Regions from separate parts of the Hordeum vulgare genome. Here region 1 is linked to region 2. A link is a contact called in public Hi-C data. All regions are on one chromosome and are shown on one strand. The core of a region is the stretch at or near the end of the contact, and the rest is flanking DNA. Distances in the headings are between cores, read along the strand shown.

Region 1 (4,501 bases), core at 304-2,803, 210 kb before region 2:
ACGCACACATCCTTCTCTGCTCGGCAGGCATGTTCATGTCTTCTCTATTTTTTAAATAGTCAAAAAAATAATGTGAGAAGCATGATTCGAACCATCCACCTTTACATATTAACACAACTGCAGTAACCAACTAGGCAACAACATCTCACATGTTATAATTGTTTTTTATCCTAATAAACAACTCTAGGAATGTATTCTCTGTTTTGTTTTCTTTTTCTCTTTATTTTTTATTTTTTATTTTTTTGATTTCCTTTTCCTTTCTAAATGCGTTAGCTTTTCAAACCTCACACCATTTGTTTTTAAAAATGATAATTTTTTCAAGTTCGTCAATTTTTCTTCAAAATAGGTGATTTTTTTCACAAATTGATGAAGTTTATTTTTCGAAATTCGTGAACTATTCCTCAAATAGGCGAACTTTTATTGAAAGTTAATATTTTTTTTATAAATTTGATGATCTGTTATTTTAAAAATTGATGAACTATTACTTAAACCGTAATTCTGGTATTCTAAACCCTAAATTGTTGGGAAGTTGTTAACAACTTTGGAAAATCTGTTAAATTTTTTAAAAATTTCATACATAATTGGAAATTCCAAAATTGTGCATAAATTAAACCGTAATTTTGGTATTCTAAACTATTTTTCAATTTATTGAATAAGTTTCAAAAGAATAATAAATATCAAAAAGGAGAAAATGAATTTAAGAAAAGTTCAAGATATTTAAAAATCACGAATTTTAAAAACGGAAATAGGGTGAAAAAGAAATACGAAAGAAAAATGAGTTGATAGGCAAAATTAAACAAAAATAGTGAAACCGCTGTGATTTTTATACAAGAGACATATCATACTTGGATTTCTCGTATTAACTAATGTGTCCTGTTGGTTGTTGCTGCTTGCATGTTGGCTATAGGTTTGGAGTTCAAACCTTGGTAGAAGCATAATTTTTAAACTTTAATAGTAGAAGACAAGAAAGTAGGAGCATAATTTTTGAACTTTAATAGAAGACAACAAAATGGTGTATTTGGCCCGGCCAAAGGCGTATATGTAGTAGATCTATCGTACATACGGAAATTGATGTGAAAGGTTCATATTTCCTTTATATAGTTTGTAAGGGGGTGTACCGACTTATTTAAATACTGTATCGCGTATAAATGTTCGAATGTTTAAGAGTCCAGCCAAGACAACCCATTTGGGCATCATTCAAAAACATTTTTCTAGTGATAGACAGTGATAATATATAATAGTTGTATTGTATTCCTCCCTTAAAGCTTCAACAGTCGAAAGAATAATCACCTTACCATTTCTGCATGTTCAGCAGATGCTTCAGGTATATTTAGCCTATGGTAATTACTAATCATAGTAGTCATTAGCCTGCTTAAAGTATTAGAGGCCTCTGACAATGAGCAAAGGAACCAAGTAGTCTCACTGGAGATAGGGAAACAAAAAGAGATGAAAGGGGCCTCCCCCCTCCTCCAGCAGACCCGAGGAGGTGATGCAGATTCTCGCCGGCATTTCATTTCGTACCATGAAAATATGAAACGAAATCTCTCCTCTCCCTTCTTTCTTTCTTTCTTCTTGTGGCTCCTATGCAAGCTTGTCGCTGATTTGCCTACTGGTACTGCTAGCATGCCCAAGCATTATTCTCCAACTAGCCTCTTCTCCCACTATATAAGCTACACCACTGCCCTCATTCTTGTTGCATACAAACACAAGCAAAACATTGCCGGTGATCTAGCAACCGTAGCAGCAGCAGCAATAGTAGTAGTAACAGTAGCCATTCCAATCTACCTTAGCTTTCTTTCTTGTTGAGAAGCCAGAGCCCACTCAAGCATGAGTTCATCGTGGACATTCAAGCAGAACAAGGTATTCGAGGACGCGCTGGCCAAGTACGACAAGGACACGCCAGACAGGTGGCAGAACGTGGCGCGGGCGGTCGGGGACGGCAAGTCGGTGGAGGATGTGATGAAGCACTTCGCGAAGCTGCAAAATGACGTGGAAGAGCCGGCCTTGAAAGAGATGGTAAGGTACTACCGGGAGCTGGAAAACCGCGCCGGCGGCGGCAGCAGCAGCAACAACGCCAAGGGCGGTTCCAGCCGCGGTGGCAGCAGCGAGCAGCCGAGGTAGTAAGTAGTCTCTCTGAATCTCCTCAGTTATGGACTGTTCCATCCATGCATGCATCATCACATAATTAAGTGGCCACCCTCTACTACTGATCATGCTAGCTTTCTAAGAAAGGCCTTCCGGAAAGACGTATGTTCTCCCAACTGAATCTATGGTCATGCAAATGAAATAGCATTGACTTCTCTACTACTCCTTCGGTCCCAAAATTCTTGTCTTAAATTTGTTTAGATATAAACGTATCTAGTCATGGTTTAGTATTTAGATACATCTCCATTTCTAGACAAACTTAAGAAAAGAATTTTAGGACGGAGGGAGTATTCATATGAGAAGCTAGTTACATGCTCGCACGTGCTAGCATTTGCGTTTTCTGAACAAATATTATATTCTTTTTGTGATCATGTTGCATTATCGTCCTTAAAGCTTGTTTCCCCTAAGGAAGGCATGAACTCCTCGCGGTGTATTTCTAGGAGCCCTTTTTGATCAATATTATTAAATCTGGTTAAACTTTTAATGAGACTAACTTGCTTAGAGCATCAATTGTACTACTACTTGCCAGTTGCAACTCAGTCAAACCGGTCATAAAGGCAAATCATTGGTTTCTGAAAGCATTATCATCTTCTTTTTTGTGTAATCTCTGACGGTTATTCAGCAATTATTCAGTCATATACTTTAAACATGACCAAGACAATCTTGGTTAACCGATCACCTCATATTCCATCTTCCATGTACGTTATTGACACAGAGTTATTTTTCTGGATTTACCAGTTTGTCTTATAGAAACGGTGAGGAAAGGACAGCATCAGAGTATATCCTACACTCCATCTGATAACAAACCTCAATGGCAGCGCGTCTTTATTAGGGTTCTAGGGTTATGTTTTAACCACACCATATACCCTTAATTGGCAAAAAAAGCGTAAACGGCAGCTGGGACGGGATGCTAATTTGTCCGGAATACCAAAAAAAGTGTAGGAAGCAGGCAGCTAGAGCATGCTTTTGCCTAAGGTTTGCGCGTAAAGCATGCGGGCACAGTCCCTCAAAGCTTGCTGTCCTTTCGACGGGCATAAAGGGCCGCTCCTCCTCTGAACAGGTGATGTTTTGTTCTCTCCTTTGGCGTATGGACGTACAGGACAAATTCCAATCTTAGGTCTCTTCCTCCTGCCCCTAGACTAGAATAGATCTGCTTCTACATGTTATTTCCAATCTTCTTTGTTTCTGTCGGCATCTCTTCCTTTACAGGGAACATTCAGACTTGTTATACTGTGAGCCAAGCATTTCTATTTCGTTTGTGAATTCCATTATTCTCAGCCATTAAATCCAGGCTATAGTAACCCTCGGTTTACTCTCTCCTTTTTCCAGGCCATGGTACCTCAAGACCCAGTGATGGATGGGCTGGTGCAAGAAGGACCTAAACGGCCCTCGAGCACGGCTAGCCTCCTCCCTTTCCACCAGTACTATCTACACTACTAGATACACATGACCCCATGGTGATGGTGATCCGGTCATGTACCTAAAGTAGCTATAGCTAGCGCTCTCCGATGATGATGACGACGACGACGAGAAGGAAAAGTCCGGGACATAATCAAGCCCCGCATCGGAGCTGTATCTTTCGTATATTTTGTACCCATTGTCTACGTGTATATGACCCACCACGATCCATGCATGTCCCCGGCTATCGGACGCGACGGGCGCTTGCATCTTGGCGTAGTGGTCTGTCTCTCTGTCGAATCTGTTACCTGATTTATATACTGTCTGATGGAAATTCTAGTCTACGGATTACTTATTGCCGGTGCCGACTTCTGTCGTCCTGACGTTTTTGGTTTTGGACTGGGGCGCTGTAGGGAATTTCTCCCGCTCTCCCTTTTCATGAAGAGTCCCAGAAAATAGAAGTGGCGCCACGCAAACCTTCACGGTTTTGCTGTATAGCAGGCAGCTGAAACTTTTCTATCCTTCAGTCAGATTTGCAGCCGGCTGTTCCTGGAATTCCTATACGACGCTCGCTGTATAGCAAGCAGCTGAAACTTTTATATCCTTCAGTAAAATGCACAGGGGAGTTGGCCGGTCCATTACCTACATAGTGTTTTTATTATACAGTTTTTCTACCAGTTTTGGGAACCTCCTAGAAGGTTCCTTAACCTGCTTTGTTCCCTGCATGTTTCTTTCTGACTTTTTTGTTTTATATTTAATTTTTTATTTTCTCCTAAATTCACATTTTATAATTTTGTTCTTATTTTTTGCAAAATATCAAAATAACATTTTTTTAATGTTCCAATTTTTTAAGATATTCAAAAATCTGAGTTTATGCATTTAAAAATTACTCTGACTAACAAAAATGCTTGGGAATTGGAAAAATTGTTTAGGGTTCCAAAATTGTTTTCTTTTTCAG
Region 2 (4,791 bases), core at 1,473-3,972:
TACATAGATTATTTTCTTATTTAATTTTTGGGTTGTTAATTATTTAGTTTTTTAATTATCTTTACAAGATTGAAATTTCATTTCATTTTATTTATTTATTTCCCATATAGATTATTTTATTATTTACCTTTTTTGTTTATTTTATTTTACAAGATTAAAATATGAATTTATTTTAAGGCATATTTGACATTTATTTTCCATCTATATTATTTTATTATTTTCATTTTTGGGGTTGATTTTTTACTTACATTTTATTTATTTAATTTTACAAGATGAATGTTCGAATTTATTTGAAGTTTCGTTTTACGTTTATTTCCTCTTGCATTTTATTTAATCACCATTTACTCCATTTTATAAACCGATGGAGTACTTGAGAGCAATAAAATAAGCCATGATGTCACTCATCGTACCCATTCTTCATTATGGACGCTAATTAATACCCGGGCGACCCACATTAAGTTCATAGAGCGCCCTATGCACCGACTAGTACGAGTACCCGTCATGGTACCAGTATTCCGCAAGGGTGATGTACAGTAGTACTGCTATCTCTGGATTCCGGCATCGTAGTAGCTTTCCGTGGTATTAGTACAGGCCGCAATATGGAAAAACTAAGGAGAGTCAGGTTGTTGATTACGATATTGTTTGCCATTTTTTTGAGGCGTGATTGCATTGATTGCGGTACGTGCGTGTCGACCTTAGACTAGTCATAATGGGGAGTAACTAAGTAGTAACATCAACGTCACGTGGGCAAAAAATCTGACGTGGCAAGTATTTAATGTGGAGAGAGATGGTAGTGGTAACATAGCTAGTTACCATCACATCACATATTTCAATGCACTATGTGTCTACAACCTAATAAATGTTTGTTTGCATGACACCACATGTATGTTACTCCCCATTATGAAGGTAGTAACATAGACTAATAACAACATCATGTTACTACTCTTAGTTACTCCCCACTCCCCCACTATGAGCAGCCTTATCAGAACTGGGCTGCCGCAAAATGCACAGTGCAACGGGAGGTGATCAAACCCCGGCCCTGTAGCGGTCGCCACAGAGCGCGACACGCTAGCAGTCAGTTTACTACTCAAGCGTGCCCCACGGCATCAAATAATGCGTGCCCAATAAATATCCCCTTAATGGCCGACTTGTGCTGCTGTGCAAGGTTTTGAGGGCCATCACATCACTTAATGAAGTTGGGTGGCAGGCAGGAGGCGCAGCAGCTTCATTTCACCAAACCGCCCGAAAAGTCCAATTTAAACATTAATTTGTATTGATTGGCCAAATGAATCTCAAGTCAAAATGCCGCTCCACTGTATCCTAAACTATACTCCGGTTTAAATTAAACTTTAATGATGTATCAACTGAAATTCGTCAGATGGACCGGTTCGTTTTAACTTCTTCGTTAAAAAAATCAAAGGACGTACATCCTACTCCCTATTGGACCAGCCCACTTAAATTTTATTTGATCAAAAATAAAAAATGTAAATAAGAAAATAATATATATACAAAATAAATTAAAATTTCAATCTTGTAAATAAGAAAAAAAGTATTGAAAATTTAATTTCTTTCTTTACTTTCCTTCTCTTTTTTTATTTTTTATTTTCCTTTTTTTCTTAAATTCGTTAATCTTTTCTGAAACGATTAACTTTTTTTAAGTATTTCACGCAGTGCGACAAAATTTTCATATAGTGCGACACGCAAGGCACATCACAACGATCAGGCACACAGTGATCAGATGGAGCGAGCCGAAGCGACCACACGCTCGACCATTCGAAGCTAGCTCACGCATGCAGCCAGCCAATGCTAGCTCCGCTAGATCACGCTACACCTAGGCATGGACAGCACGGCCCGGCGGCCCGGCCCGAGCCTGGCCCGAAAAACCCGGGTCGGGTCAGGCCCAGGATATGCCCAAGTTTAGATCATGCACATCACAGCCAGTAGTACATGGCATAACGCACGCACGTACTAGTACATCACACGGACGCTAGTGCGTCAACGACATGAGCTATGACATTGAAGTACAACTTCACATCAACGAACGCCGGCGAGCAGACGTTTTTGCTAGACACACGTATTAAACAATTTATAATATACATTGAACAAATTTTGAATACACATTAAACATTTATGTAATATATAACTAAACTAATTTCAAAAGCATTTCCTAAATATGTAATAAACATTTTGACAACACACAATGAACTTTGTATAATATAATACTCCCTCCGTTTCAAAATAATTATCTTAAACTTAATACTGTTTTATATTAAAGCTAGTATAAAGTTAAGACGTTTATTTTGGAACGGATGGAGCAGGAGATAATAAACGGTAACAAGAAAAGAAAGAAGAAATAAAAATAAATAGAAACAAGAAATAAAAATAAAAGGAAAAGGAAAAAAGAACCAGAAAAAATAAAAAATAAAAAAAATAACAAACGAAAAACCTGAAGCAAAACAATGTGTAGCACGCGTTATCGTGAACTGGGCCGCCCAATTCCGATCATCTTTTGCCACGTCAACAATTCTCATTTGAAAAATGATCCGAACGTTTGATTTAGACCGGAATGACATAGTTCAGGTGCAATGAATCGGGATTTTGACTTAAGGGTTCATTTCGTTGGATCTTCATGAGTTTAGGGTTTAAAATAGACTTTTCCAAACCGCGCCGGCCCGTATAAACAGGACCCCATGGGGGCTGCATGGCTCTCCATCACAAGCGCAGAGTGTTTGGGGTTGGCGATAGTGATCGAGCACTTTGTGAGCTCATCTCACCTCAGCTCAGCTCAGTTCAGCTAGTCCAGAGTCCAGAGAGAGATGTGGAGGTTGAAGGTGTCCGAGGGTGGCGGCCCGTGGCTGCGGTCGGTGAACAACTTCCTCGGCAGGGCGGTGTGGGAGTTCGACGCCGACTACGGCACGCCGGAGGAGCGCGCCGAGGTGGAGAGGGTGCGCCGGGAGTTCACGCACCGCCGTTTCCAGAAGAAGGAGTCGCAGGATCTTCTTATGCGCATGCAGGTATACACACTAGTAGATGGTCATGCTCATGCATATGCATGCACTGATATGTCCAGCTATCTGCACGCGTGCAAAGTACAATATCAGGACACCAGTCAGATCATAGTAGTAGTAGCATCATCATGCATTTTGCAGCCATATCAAGACGAAAACGACATAAACTATCCATATATAGGAACCTAAATATAGGCACAATTGCATGGAAAAAGTACGATTGAGCATTAAATGGGCCTGCACGTCCTAGATGGGCACGTTCACTCCATGGCCATGCTGCTGTGGTTCTAGTGAGTTGTGAAAATACTGCTTTTTTTTTTCCTTGGAAGATAATTTAACTGTTTTAATTTTCCATCTTCCTTTTTCGTGATGAGGTGTGTGGTTCAGTTTTCTGAATCGCCGGAAATCCGGTATGACGATGGGCCAATCCAGCCAAATTTTCCAATGGGATCACCTTCATATATTACATGGGTTCAGCACTAATCGTTCTTTGATTAACAACAACTTAATGTATACTTTACCTAAATTCGTTAGGGTCAGCTGGCCCGTGACAAAGTTTAGAAGTCGTCACAACAGTACATGATTTAAGAAGAGTAAAATACACCAAAGGTCCTAAAAATATTTCAAGTGTGTCAAGTAGGTTCTAAAAGTTTAAAATCGTTCACTTTTAAGACCTACTTAATACACTTTGGAATACTTTTAAGACCTGCAGTGAACGATTTACACACATTTAGGACCAGCGGTGAACGGTATCAAACTTTATGATCTACTTAACACACTTGAAATACTTTTAAGACCTTCAGTGTATTTTACTCATTTAAGAATATATAGTGGCATCCTTTGACTTCGGGCAGAGTTAATGAATCTGGAAATACTAATACAAGTAGAATGACGAAGCAAACTAAATGACATGTAATAAAAATATATCAGCAGTACAAGTTTAAGTAAGAAACTTTTTAGATACCCCCTCTATTTTTGTTTACTCTATATATTAGTTTTGCCATAAGTCAAACTTGATAACATTTGATCAAGTTTATAGTATGAAATTTCAAATAATGAGCATATAAATATATTCATCGATGAATCTAATGGTATTGATTTGTTATTGTAGATGTCAACATATTATTATTAACTTGGTCAAATTTAAAAAGTTTGACTTGACAGAGCTAACATGTATAGTAAACAAAAACCGGGAGGAAGTGCTAATAGTACTCACAGGGATTAAATATCTTCCTGAAAGACAAGATTTACTATACATTGTGAAGATCATTTAAATAATTACACATTCATGAAGGTATTTATATAACATTTAAAAAGGAAAAAAGAAATGCGAATAGGGCGTTTTGGAAGCCGAGCTTCATGGAGGCCAATTTTTTTGAAAATTTTAAAATTCAAAATTTTTGGTTCCAAAAACATTTGTTCAAGTATACGAGGATGTGATGTGTATGTGTGTAATATTTCAAAATGAAATACCTTGAAATGCGAGTTGTGCAAAGAAAAAAAATCATGGACTTTGAGGATGAATAGTGCATGTGCTAAAAAACCACACATATTTTTGTGTAGCTCTTACTTGTACGTATTTTGTTCTAAAAATTTACACACATGGAAATCATGTCTCTAAGTATATCTGTATTTTTTTGAGAAGATTGAAACATAAAATATGAATTTAATTTTTTCATATTCAGCCTTCATTTGGCATTTTTGATGGATGGTTCACTTTATTTTTACTCGAGTACTATTTACGACAATTTAATCCAATATTTCCTTGTAGCAACATGTATAC

Evidence for each region. Hi-C and Micro-C count contacts between places; a contact is called where the count stands out from the background.
Region 1: a Hi-C map of seedling shows a contact between it and region 2, with 4 times the contacts expected there. The contact joins the promoter of LOC123408778 here to the promoter of LOC123410304 in region 2. A contact is called at or near these places in 3 of 6 Hi-C or Micro-C datasets (leaf and seedling).

The regions. Positions count from the first base shown.
Region 1 is chr7H:154,355,806-154,360,306 of MorexV3_pseudomolecules_assembly, reverse strand. LOC123408778 (protein RADIALIS-like 4) reads left to right here and starts at 1,553. Exons shown (of 2, transcript XM_045101822.1): 1 at 1,553-2,120; 2 at 3,475-3,898. The coding sequence starts at 1,828. The coding sequence ends at 3,475.
Region 2 is chr7H:154,142,250-154,147,040 of MorexV3_pseudomolecules_assembly, reverse strand. LOC123410304 (achilleol B synthase-like) reads left to right here and starts at 2,722. Exons shown (of 18, transcript XM_045103225.1): 1 at 2,722-3,014. The coding sequence starts at 2,817.